Regions from separate parts of the Zea mays genome. Here region 1 is linked to region 2. The links are chromatin contacts, called in public Hi-C maps. All regions are on one chromosome and are shown on one strand. The core of a region is the stretch at or near the end of the contact, and the rest is flanking DNA. Distances in the headings are between cores, read along the strand shown.

What was found. Hi-C and Micro-C count contacts between places; a contact is called where the count stands out from the background.
Region 1: a Hi-C map of tassel shows a contact between it and region 2, with 3 times the contacts expected there. The contact joins the promoter of LOC103630931 here to the enhancer-like site in region 2. A contact is called at or near these places in 2 of 25 Hi-C or Micro-C datasets (bundle sheath and tassel) and 1 of 3 datasets of contacts at active chromatin or transcription factors (leaf).

The regions. Positions count from the first base shown.
Region 1 is chr6:32,053,901-32,060,107 of Zm-B73-REFERENCE-NAM-5.0, reverse strand. It overlaps LOC103630931 (endoglucanase 14), which reads right to left and starts at 1,668. Exons shown (of 6, transcript XM_020539884.1): 1 at 1,526-1,668. The coding sequence starts at 1,668. It overlaps TRNAK-UUU (transfer RNA lysine (anticodon UUU)), which reads right to left and starts at 1,258; the gene lies at 1,186-1,258.
Region 2 is chr6:31,772,836-31,778,986 of Zm-B73-REFERENCE-NAM-5.0, reverse strand. No RefSeq gene overlaps it. Among protein-coding and RNA genes, the nearest start is that of LOC541961, 150 kb to the left of the region's middle. Within about 2 kb of position 3,791, at least 14 of the 20 cell types and tissues checked have an H3K27ac peak or open chromatin away from gene starts, as enhancers often do. A contact at or near this core is called in bundle sheath, leaf and tassel, where this site is marked.

The sequences.
Region 1 (6,207 bases), core at 419-2,918, 280 kb before region 2:
AAAAAAAATTCACGTTTGGACCTTAAAAAATTTTAATGTCATTTTTGGACCCTTTGCTCGGCGCCATAGTCAATGGCGCTGAGGTAACACAGCTCGGCGCCATAGGCTATGGCGCCGAGGTGCGTGCTACGCTGGCCCAACCTGAACGACGTGGCGCCAACGTGGTACCGAGCTCGGCGCCAAGATCTATGGCGCCGAGCTCGAATATGTAACAGCAAAGTATGTCTAGCTCAGTCGGTAGAGTGCAAGACTTTTTACTTTTAGGTTGTGGGTTCAAAGCTCCATCGTCAACGTATTTTTTTATCACTAATTTGTTTTTTTGTTGTCTATATTTTTCGTTTATGTCGCTGATTTGTCCGTCCAGATTTATTTTTCATCTAGTTTTTTTTTGTTTTTGTGACCGATTTATTTATTCATCTAGATATTTTTTGTTTTTGTTTATTCAAACTGTGTGACGCAAGTACCATGCACATAACACATAAGTAACCCACCCTATGGAAGTACAAAGTACTTTATAAAATCATCAAGTCACTGTTTATTTATACCTTGTATATTTATATTTTGGACTCTAATTATAATCTTTTTGTTTATTAAGTATATTTATATTTTGGACTCTAAAACTTCAATAATCTAATGTATTCGAAATTATACTTTTTAATATTAATTAAAATTTATCATTGTACATCACTACTAATGTAAGATTAACACAATTATTTGTTTATGATATAAATATTTTTAACATTTTAAATGGTGTACTTCAGTTTTTAGTATATTATTTAATGTTTAAAATCACTTGTAATTAGCGAGAGGACAGAATCAAGCTTAAGCATGTGGGGTTTACAATGCACCAAGGGCCAGACAGATTATTCAGTACTATTAAACAAAATGTAATAAACAAATCAGTCGCAAAAGCAAAAACAAATCAAGATGAGAAATAAATTTGGACGGACAAATCAGCGGCATAAACGAAAAAAACCACGACGCACCATAGCTAAACCGGTGGCCGCTAACCAATTTAAGTACGTTTCCTTAATAAACGAAAAAAATATGGATGGATAAATAAATCAGTCACAAAAACAAAAAATCTGGATAAGAAATAAATCTAGACGGACAAATCAGCGACATAAACGAAAAATCTAGACAACAAAAAAATCAGTGTCAAAGACAAAAAAAAGTAAGAAAACATGCCTATCATGGGGCTTGAACCCACAACCACAAGGTTAAAAGCCTTGAGCTCTACCAACTGAGCTAGACAAGTTTTGTGTACATAACAGAGCTCGGCGCCAAGATCTATGGCGCCGAGCTCGGTTCCGTGTCGGTGCCACGTCGGTGCCACGACGTCCGTTTGTGCCAGCGTAACACGCACCTCGGCGCCATAGCCTATGGCGCCGAGCTGTGTTACCTCGGCGCCATTGGCTATGACGCCGAGCAAAGGGTCCAAAAACGATATTAAAATTTTTTAAGGTACAAACGTGAATTTTTTTCCAAAAAAGGGCTAAAATATAAAAAATTCGGGTCCGGCGGCAACCTGCCGGAGCGCTGTCCCTCGAAGTAGAGCAGCGAGTTGGTGAGCGCGGCTCGGTAGTTGGGCTGCTGCTGGGCCTGGCAGTGGCCCAGTACGCAGAAGAGCGCCACCAGCCCACTGACTGCAACAACAAGCCGCGTCATCTCTCTCGCGAGTCGCGATCGCTCTGTCTCGCTCTCTGAGTGTTCTGCACGAGCTCTCTCCCTTCCAAACAAAAAAAAAATCTCCTACTAACAGTAGCAATGCGTAGTGGGGGAGTGAATTGGAATTTGGATCGATTTCTTCGTTCTTTGCTATTTGCTGTGGTGGGTAAGTATTTATAGGCAGAGTGAGTAGAAATGGCCTCATCAGAAGAATAGAAAGAATTAACACACGGATTGGATCTTTGAATTAAATCCAGCATGAAATATACTGTGTTTAGAATCGGAGGATTTCGTGGCGTCCATATCGGGTGCAGTTACTTTGAGCAGCTGCATGGTGAATCTGTTTGGAGGCAGGGTGACTTTACATTGATAGAGTAAAGGATATCCTTTTAAACTCTGCGATAGACAAATCGGAGATTTCAAGTAAGTAGCAATTTAAGGATGCGATTGCTTTTTTTTCCTTATTCGTTTTTTGTATTTTAATTTAAATTTGATGGACACGAGAGAATGTATATATATGTAATATAATCGACTACTGACGCAGTGGTTAATCACTGCGGCATTACATTACACCCATCCAAACTTGGCAGTGTGTTTTAGTAGGCTGGAGTTTGGGCCCTGATGGGCCACCAGTGAGTTGATTACTTGTGGCTTAGCCCATTCTCTCGCTATTTCCCCCCTCCTTTCGTGTCCCTTGAATAGCTCCTACTATACAGTAATTAATGTAGCCATCTCCCCACGGAACGGTCGATGCATCTATCTATATAGTATTCTTTGGGTATCAAGACCCTGTTTAGGAGGGCTTCGCTTCAAGAATTCAAAAATTGCAGCTTTAGTTTTCCATCTTCACTACGAAACAACTTCAACATATTAATTAAGCGGAGTTCAAAAGTGTTTGGCTTCACACATATACTCCAGCTTCTATAATACAATTAATTTGTGTGAGTTTTCTTAATTACCCTTGATGATTTACGGGTGAAGAAAGAGATTTGAATCAATATGTCATGCAACCAATGGCATAGTGGGTAATTTTTGTGTAACTTCAAGAGAATGCATGAAAACAATGTTTTTGAAGCACCCTTTGAGGAGCTTCAAAAATTTCATGAAATTGGCCTATAGTTTCAATTTTTTTGAAGCTAGAGCTCGTGCAGCTAGACCTGTTTGGATAGAAGAAGCTGAAATAGGCTTGAAATTCTTGAAGTGGAGCTCTCTCAAACAGGACCTAAATTATAGTTGACCTCAGTTTTATCTGAATCAAGCTTCATTCATTTTTTACTAAATATGCCTTAATAGAAAAAAAATACATCAACATCTACATCATTAAATTAGTTCTATTAAAACCATCGCATTACTAAATATGCCTTAATAAGTATTTGTTAGAACTTGTACAACTTAATATATATTTGTATGAATGCAAATTTGTCCAAGATCAAAGCAATTTAAATTAGGCAAAAAAAAACTGGACAACGCTAAAGTAAAGAGCATGTGAAATATAAGTGGATATTGCACGTAATAAAGTCCATCGGATTGGTCCAAAGCAACGTGGAAATATTTGGTAATGTAGTAGGCATTAGTATTACAAGTTTATTTTAAATTGTATATGGTGTTGCAAATGTGGAATATGCGAGTTTAAGAAAAAAAAAGAGACTGTAGGTATACCAACAAATATATCTTCGTAGTGCATTTATTCTAGAACTGTGATCAAAATTAGAGGTGAACATTTTAAAACTGAAACTCGAACCCGAATAGTCTGAATTGTCGTTTTATTCGAGTTTTATTCCTATATATGTTGTATTTCGGAGTATATGTTCGGATTCGGTTCCTAACCTTTAAAACCTGAATAGACCAGGTAACCCGAAATATAAAAAAAACTCTTAATATGTGATGATATTATTATGTGATTTAAGAACTTATTAGCTAAACATTATGATGACAATATCTCTTTACGTTATTTTTTATAGTCACTTATTCTCATAATAGTACTTCTAATTAATTGTTCATTGTATATATTTTAATAAAAGATACTACTCTCTCGACTATTTGGGTCTATTCGATATACAAAATAGATCGAACCGAAACTGTAGGTCTATTCGGGTTCGGTTCCTAAAAATATTTTAAAAATTTTCAGTTCTCATTTTACAGAACCCAAAATTTCACAAAACCCGAACAGACGAATTACCCTAATAAACTGAATACCCAGTCTAGCCAAAATTAGGAATGCTTTGGAAAAAATTTAGGAATAGTAAAAAAATCAAAATTAGGAATGTTTTATGAACATAATCATGTGTATAATCTCAAATAAGCTATTCTTGAGGAGATGATGAGATTATCATAATTTTAGTTCTAGATTATATAATCTGAACTTATAACCTAGGTGTTTGTTTACCCACCGGATTAATATGGATATGTTATAGTAAAAAAAGAAATAGGGTCTAAAAAAGGGAGAATAAAACCCTAGTGATGATGGTATGTATATGCCCTCGCTTGCTCGGTAGGTCCGTCCGTCCAACGATAGATCCAAAACGAAAACTTTAAAATTCCGTAACAACTCTCATTGTACAAAAACATTTACCCCACTAGAACAAGTTGCACACGCGCGCAGACGACGATAAGCTCCTGGACCAAGAAAATGACCATTCCAATGATCTCCCGCTAACTACTGCCTGCCCATGGCTTTCGTCAGCGATGATGTAACGCTACCTGCTTGGGTACTGTTTGGACATGTTTTAGGTAATGTTCAGGTGCGTTTCCAAAAATAAAAATAAAAATAAAAAAAAAACACGGGCTAGAGAGAGCGCACGATGGCGGCCGGCCGGAAAGTTGGTCAAACAGGTCATAAAATATGCAAGTGGGATAAATGAATTTACCAACTTAATAAAACGGAGCAACTTTAAGGGCCATGGATGACGGTGCCCTAAGGCCGAAGCTTCTTGTCACACACTTGTATTGCTTTAAAAAAACTATCTTCAACAACAGCTTACTCATTCTATCTCCTATATTTATCTTTTATTTTAAATTTCACTCTACGAATAATGCAATCTACAATGTAAAACTGTGTTTTAGGTGATCATATAGATAACCCGTTAGACACAATATAAGGCTTATTAACACCAACAACCACCCCTTCTAAATCCCCATATTTGTACTTTATATTCATATTTAAATACCTCTCCCTTCTCCCTATTTCATTCCCTCTTCAATCATTCTCTCTATTGAGCTCCTTCTATACATTTCACTTGAGATATTTGACTTTTATACATTTTTTATTTTTTTAAAAAAATTATACAATATTTGTACCGTGGACACGCTAGCAAAATGTGGTTGTTGCTATTCATGTCAATCTGACATAGTCTGTGGCGCTGAGCAGTGTAACCTCGGCACCATGTGCTATGGCGCCGAGCAAAAGGGTCTAAAAACACTGTTAAGTCGTTCATGGGTTAACTGTGTTTTTTTAAAGAAAGGCTAAAATACAAAGAAAAAATAGGCATAATTGAGAGTTGAGACAGGAATTAAAAAGTTGCAGCCTAAAAATCACACACAAAAAAGTAAATGGTGGTGGGAGAAGTGGTAGATGCTAAAACTTGTCTAGGATCTCCACGGTGCAAGAGAGGATACATGTTGCATTTTCGTGGGAAGTGTATCTTCTGGTCATCTTAATCGTAACAAATCAACATGTTGCTTGTTTAGATCAATGATGCTAAAGTTTTGAAAGTGCATTCATTCCTTTTGTGAGTTTTGGTGATTTGGATAACAACACATTTAAAGGTCTAACAAGTTTGCTAAGTGTTGAACAGGAAATTTAGTATGATGAACATACTTGAATTGTGTATAATGATCAGTGAACAAAGTTTCAACAAAAGGTTAAATAACTAGTGAGACAATGCAAATGGATATAATATGATCTCTATATTGGTTTGAATATATGGACAATACCTGAGAAATCACTACAAGCATATGATCATAATAGAGGATGAAGTGATTAAGAGAATTGGTCAAGCCAAAGTGAATAAGATACGAGGAATCGTGAATTGGCTTGACCATGTTATTATCAATCCATATATGCTTCTATGAGAATCAAACTAAAGCTTGATTGGTCTTAACAGTTATATCTAGAAGGCATTCAAGCAAGGTTCACAATATTGAAAAAATGATTCTCTCAATGGATGCTCAATATGATGTGACTCAAGAATGGCTTGATAGGGTGAAGATAGCAAGGAAAGGGCTTCAAGGAACTAAGCGAAGGTGAAGGCCAAGCGACGGCTTGTGGACCGAGGTACCATGGCTAAGGTGAAGAAGAGAGTACTTGCACTAAGTCGATGAACTAATCAGCTATGAAGAGTTATAACATGTTGATGCATCAGTAAGGTGACTTGAAGCCATGATTTGAACTCATATATGGTGATATGGTATAAGTCACATGGTTTGATTTGTGTTTGCTTTAAAAGGTGAGACAAAGATGTTTGTGATCCTTATGAAGCAATGCCATGGAGAAATCACACATGAGACACCAATTACTCAAGGAGTTTACTTATTATATTT
Region 2 (6,151 bases), core at 2,542-5,041:
GAGAAGAGAGGAAGAACAGGCCACTCGGCCTGTTAACTTTACCCTCTTTGCCGAGTGCCCGTGATCTGGCACTTGGCAAAGATTTTTTTAAAATTTTAAAATATTATTTGCCGAGTGCCATCTGACAGGCACTCGGCAAAGGTATGATTTAGGGTTTTTGAAAATACTTTACTGAGTGCCTCCCATATGACACTCGGTAAAACGTACTTTGCCGAGTGTCAACCGGATGACACTCGGCAAAGCCTTCTTTACCGAGTGCCTTTTTTGGGCACTCGGCAAAGTACATTTTTATTTTTTTTTTATTTTCCCAACCAAACTTTTTTTGGTATGTTCCTACACTATGTAGACCTATATGTACCATTTTTGGACAATTGTAACAGTGTTTTCTATAACTATTAGATTTAGTTCGTTTATTTGAATTTCTTCGAAAAATTCACATTTGAACTGCAATTCACTCAAAACTTGGAAAATTGTGCATGTAAAAATGATATTCATGCTATTTAGCACACGTTACGATCGATTTTAGGAGGGGACCGGAAACTTCGAGCAACAAGCTCACTAAACATGGCCGTGAACTTGCCATCCACATATTTAAAAATTGTATAAAACACAAACAAAGTCAGAAAACCATGAAACTTGTCTACATGTCATGATATCATATATAGAGGCTGCGATAAAAATTTGAGAAAGTTTCGATAAATGTGTGACGCACTATGTGTAGAAACCTAAGAGATCCACACATGAAATCATAGAGTTTCAATGTCGTTCTCTTAGGTTTCTACACATAGTGCATCACAACTTTCTCGAAACTTTCTCAAAATTTTATCACAGCCTCTATATATGATATCATGACATGTGGACAAGTTTCATGATTTTCTGACTTTGTTTGTGTTTTATACAAATTTTAAACAACTGGTTGGCAAGTTCACGGCCATGTTTAGTGATCATTTTGTTCGAAGTTTCTGGTCCGCTCCTGAAATCGGTCGTAACTTGTGCTAAATAGCATGGGTATCATTTTTGCATGCATGGTTCAAATCTGAATTTTCCAAAGAAATTCAAATAAACGAACTAAATCTACTAGCTATAGAAAACACTATTATAATTATCCCAAAATGATACATGTAGGTCTACATAGTGTAGGAACATATCACAAAAAGTTTGGGTGGTAAAATAAAAAATAAAAATATGCTTTACCGAGTGCCCAAAAAAGGCACTCGGTAAAGAAGGCTTTGTCGAGTATCAGCTGGTTGACACTCGACAAAGAATCTTCTTTGTCGAGTGCCAACGCTCGGCCCTCGGCAAAGGTTAATGGCCGTCAGCTCTAGACGGCCGTTGACGGCCCTTTGCCGAGCGCCGCCTTCGCCGAGTGTTCGACACTCAGCAAAGACTTCTTTGCCGAGTGTATTTCTGTGCCGAGAGTCCTACACTCGGTAAACGAGCTCGTTACCAAGGGCAGGACTTTGCCGAGTGCGACACTCGGCAAAGGCTTTTTTGCCGAGTGCCTGATAAAAAGCACTCAGTAAGGCCCGGATTCAGGTAGTGCATATTAAAGTGCCAATTTCATGTGTCGTGTGTCAAGTGCCAAGCGCGTAGATGTGCTCCCCGGCTTCTCGCTTAACAATAAACTGTTATACCACAAATAGGCCTTGAAATACACGTAAGCTCAACATGGCACGAAGCCACACGCAACGTAGCCTCGCTAGATAAAGAAGAACGAGCGACCGAGTGGCCTATAAAAAAAAGTTCGAGCTACTTTTCAACACATATCTTTCTCAGACTTTTGGATAAAATAAGATGTAATATTTGTTCTTATCAGTTTATCTGATATGCGGACTATATGTTCACTCTGATATTAAATTTATTTTATATTTTATGCTTATTAAATATAATTGTGTGTGGTCGCAATGAACATGCATTATACTATTTATGTATAATTTAGTGGTTAGTTGTCGACTATTTAGGGTATGTACAAACCTAACTAATATTTTAGGTAGTTAACTGAAAAATTATAAGGGTTCTTGACAAAGCGTCCACCTTTACACGACTTTCTCTATATATTATATCTTAACTATGTTTATGATCTAGAGGGTTAAAAACTTGTATCATGTAGTATCTTAGTTGTCTCTTGTATTAAAAACTGATTTAAGGGTTTAGGGTTGTACATGTTCTTGCACTACAAACTTGAAGCTAAAACACCACCGTTCTCCATCTCTTTTTATTTAATCATCACAAGAATCACTTTTACTCCCCACTAGAACGACTGATGGAGAATTAAAGGAAAGGGTGAAACTCAAGAATCTCTACTGGTGGCTTTATTTGTTAGAAGCCCTTGCTTTCCTTTTCCTTTATTGCTCGACGCAATTTTTTATTGGATCGTTCCGTATGCAAATCGTGTTACTGCATTTCTTTTTTTTAAAGTATAATATAATACTCCTCTCTCCCACCGTCTCTGAAAAATAGATTTTTAGTATAAATATTATTTCCAAATAAATCAGCTTCTAGGTTCTCATCGTCCATCGAATCAGAGATGGAGGCAGAATTTTTTTTAGAAGAGATTAAATTATACAGTGACATAATGTTATTGAACCATTTACAATAGACAAATATAATAGTTTAAAGTGATCTTATATAAGAATATCGATAAACAATAAAAATTATAAAATACATAATGAGAAATATATGACGTGATTTTATAGAAGATTTTAGGTGGCTCTATGGACCTAGAGCAGTAGCTAGAGCAGTAGGAAGGCTCAAGAGACCCACCTAGCCCATTGCTGCCATTGTACCTACATCGAACACATTTATTTTCTTGATGTTTCTAACTGTCCACGTACACCCATTTATTTCTATTAGACATAATGCTCCAATTATTGATGCAGTGAATACAATAATAGTTAGTATATTTATATTATTGAAAATACTAAAAACTTATTGCAGTTAAAAGTCAAAGAGCGTATAAAGGGTAGTAATATCTTTTCTATTGATTGCTAAGAGCAAGTATAATAAATAAGATATTATAAGTTAACTAAATGTTGAGATAGAGAGGAGAGAAAAAGAGTGAGGAGAAGCGAGCTGTAAACTTACACTCGGCTTGGACAAAAAAATCAAGAAGCTTTGTGAGAGAGACACATGGATCCTGCATTAATAGTGAAAAGCTAACTAATATTCAGGTGAGCTAAATAGCATGCTGTAAGGATCCTTACAGCCAACGGTCGGCTGCATTATTAAACTTGCTCTAATATGTACTTCCTTTGTCCTAAATTAAAATCCGTTTTATGGTGTTAATAGATTCATAAATTTTTGATGTATGTGTTTTATATGTATTTAGACTCATTATCATTTATTTGAATATAAACATAAAATTAAGAGACGAAAGAGCTAAAACGAATATTAATTTGAAACAAAGGAAGTTCTAATTTTTTTGTGTGTGAGTTAGGTGGGATTGCTGAAGGTGTTGTGGCCCGTGCGGAGCATAAGAGCCTGTTCGGTTGTTCCGTAATTCAACAGGATTCATTTCAATTCATCAATGCTTATATTAATTAGGCAAACAATTCGGACTAGAATCGTTCAGGGCCACCGTTCCACCGTTTCCGTAGCAACCGCACATGCTAAGCAAGTGTTCACAAATACCACCGCGCATGCAAAAGCCGTGCTGTCCTGGATCCGGATGCCAAGGAGGGATCGGATTTAAAATAATCTGGTGGACTTGTGGTTGGCCAGCGAGCTGCCTACGATAGACCATTAGACCCAGAGCCAACAAAAGGATCCAGATGTGGCAAGTCTGGTCGTCTGGATGATTGATGGCATCCAAAGAGAAAAGAGAAAGAGGTGGATGCCCTGGGGATCATCTGTGGGTGAGCTAGGACCACAAACGGTTTCTCACCAGGACCACAAACTGCCTCCTTGGAACCTAACTGCCCTCCTACTTTAGCATCAAAAAAATTTATCACTGGAGTTGTTCACTTCAGCAGTTCAGTTTTCTCCTCCCTGTGATCAGGGAAATAAAGGGATTCATGGGGAAGTAAACCTGTCGCTATTCAGGGGATTCCTCCCATGGACCTCCTCTAATTCCGTGGTCACCAAATCAGTACTCAAGATTACTCCATTCCTCCGCTTCCACAATCACCACCAACCGAGTGCAATGAAGGTCTCGTGGCAGATGATTCCTTATGGTCTACTATGGCAGCCTTGTTTCTCTAGACAGATAATGCCATTATTTCATCTTATTCTGGACTGTTCTTTTGAGTAGCCTTGTTTCTCTAGATAGATAATAATGTCTTATTTCTTCTGAAATAATATATAATATGTAGTAGAGGACTAGCTGTCTACTCCATAGGTCTACTAGTTGTTTTATAAAATATATAAACATAGTTTTTTTAAAAAAAAAGATGAACAAAAAAACTTATCTCGAGAGGGTAAGGAAAGACATAAGTCAATAATGCATTATTGGCCATAGTCGTCCCCACTTTTTTTATGAGACATATCTTCAAGACAATGACATCCACTGTCAAGTCTACAAGATGAGGGCCTAAGAACCCCGACGTCACACCTGTGTTCTGCTCATCTCGATAGCGGATTCACAGCTGTAGCTTTTAACAATGGGTGTGGCCATATGCGCACGTAACATTGTGGGCAGAGCCATGCTGTTTGGTACGTTTATTACGAAAGTATATTCTATATCCATCTAATGGTACTTATTACGAATTGTAAAGTTCAATACTTTTCTATATATATTTGGTCAAAATTAGAAAAAGATTGGGTCCTTGATAAATGAAACGGTGCACTTGATAAATGAAAGTTTGGTCAAATCACAATGAGCCTTCGCAAACTCCCTCTCCATGAGACTGTTGAGCAAATAGACAGCATCAAAGACATCAGGATCGAATAGAAGCCCTGCAGCAGATGAACATAGGTATTTACTATGAGGGCGGTGAACAGGGGAGCTTATCAATCCGTTCCCCAATGCAAAGACCTGATTGGTGCCCAATCCCCGTCACCTGCTCTGCTCCAGTGATCTAATCCTTTGCTTCAGTGGAACTGGCAATTCTTGGCTGGATCAAGATCTCCTACGAATGCAGACCTCTCTTGGCAACCAATCGGCCATGTCACTCAACAATATCACCTCAAATCAACCTCACCTTTCTGGCCTTGGATTGATGCAGATGAAAACTCCATCTCTTTCTCAGGTTTATTCAAGTCATGTCTCATGATCATCTGATCGTTGCAACCGGCGACTGGCACGAAACAAGGTTTCTCCTAGGATAAAGGGGAAAAAAAAAAAGAGGATAAGGCTTCTGAACTCTCGGAGAAAGCAGCGAGTTTCTCGCCAGATTGCTGTGGATGAGTCTTGTCATCCTGTATAGTATTAGCGAAGCCTGATGATTTTTCGGAACTTGGAAGATTCCCTCTTCCTTTCAGAGGATGGAGCTTGAACTATGACCACCTTTTTAAAGTTCCCGCCAATGTTGGGAAAGGCAGGGGTCAGGAGCTTAAGACAAACAAAAGCTCTCACTTTGAAATCTCCACCATGATGCTCATCATCCAGCCATTGACAAGAGCAGTTTTGTAATGCTCATCTTAAAGTTCCAAGAAAGCCTAGGGACGTGTACACGCCGTAAACTACTGACAGAGATGAATAGAGCTACTGCTATTAATAAACCATTAACTATGATGTCAGAATGGCAATGAGATCAGCACACTTGTTTACAGTAAGCAAAGCATAGCTATAGTGTTAGGTTATGTTAAGCGTCGCCTATAACGTTACCTTGAAAGAGGCTAATGACTGCATCTGGAATAGGCATGATGGCCTGTCTGATGGTGGTGACAGCCTTCGCTTTTGGTCTAAAAAACCATGCTTTACAACTGCCATGGTACTGCGGTTTGATCTGGCCAACAATTTTTACAACTGCCATGGTTGCCGTATGTCAATCCTTAGAGGTGGTGGCCATGGAGATTTTTGCAAGAAATGGATGGAGATCAGGGCACTTGATTCGTTGATGAGTTCCTTTTTTAGGATGTTTTCTTTTGCTTCTTAATGGTGTTCTGTTATTTTTAGATCTGTAAGGCCGTATGCAGAACACTACAGAAGGTTGGAACATTTTGTTTCCATTATCTAAAAAAATGGTGAAATGCTTTACAATTTTTTTTCAGG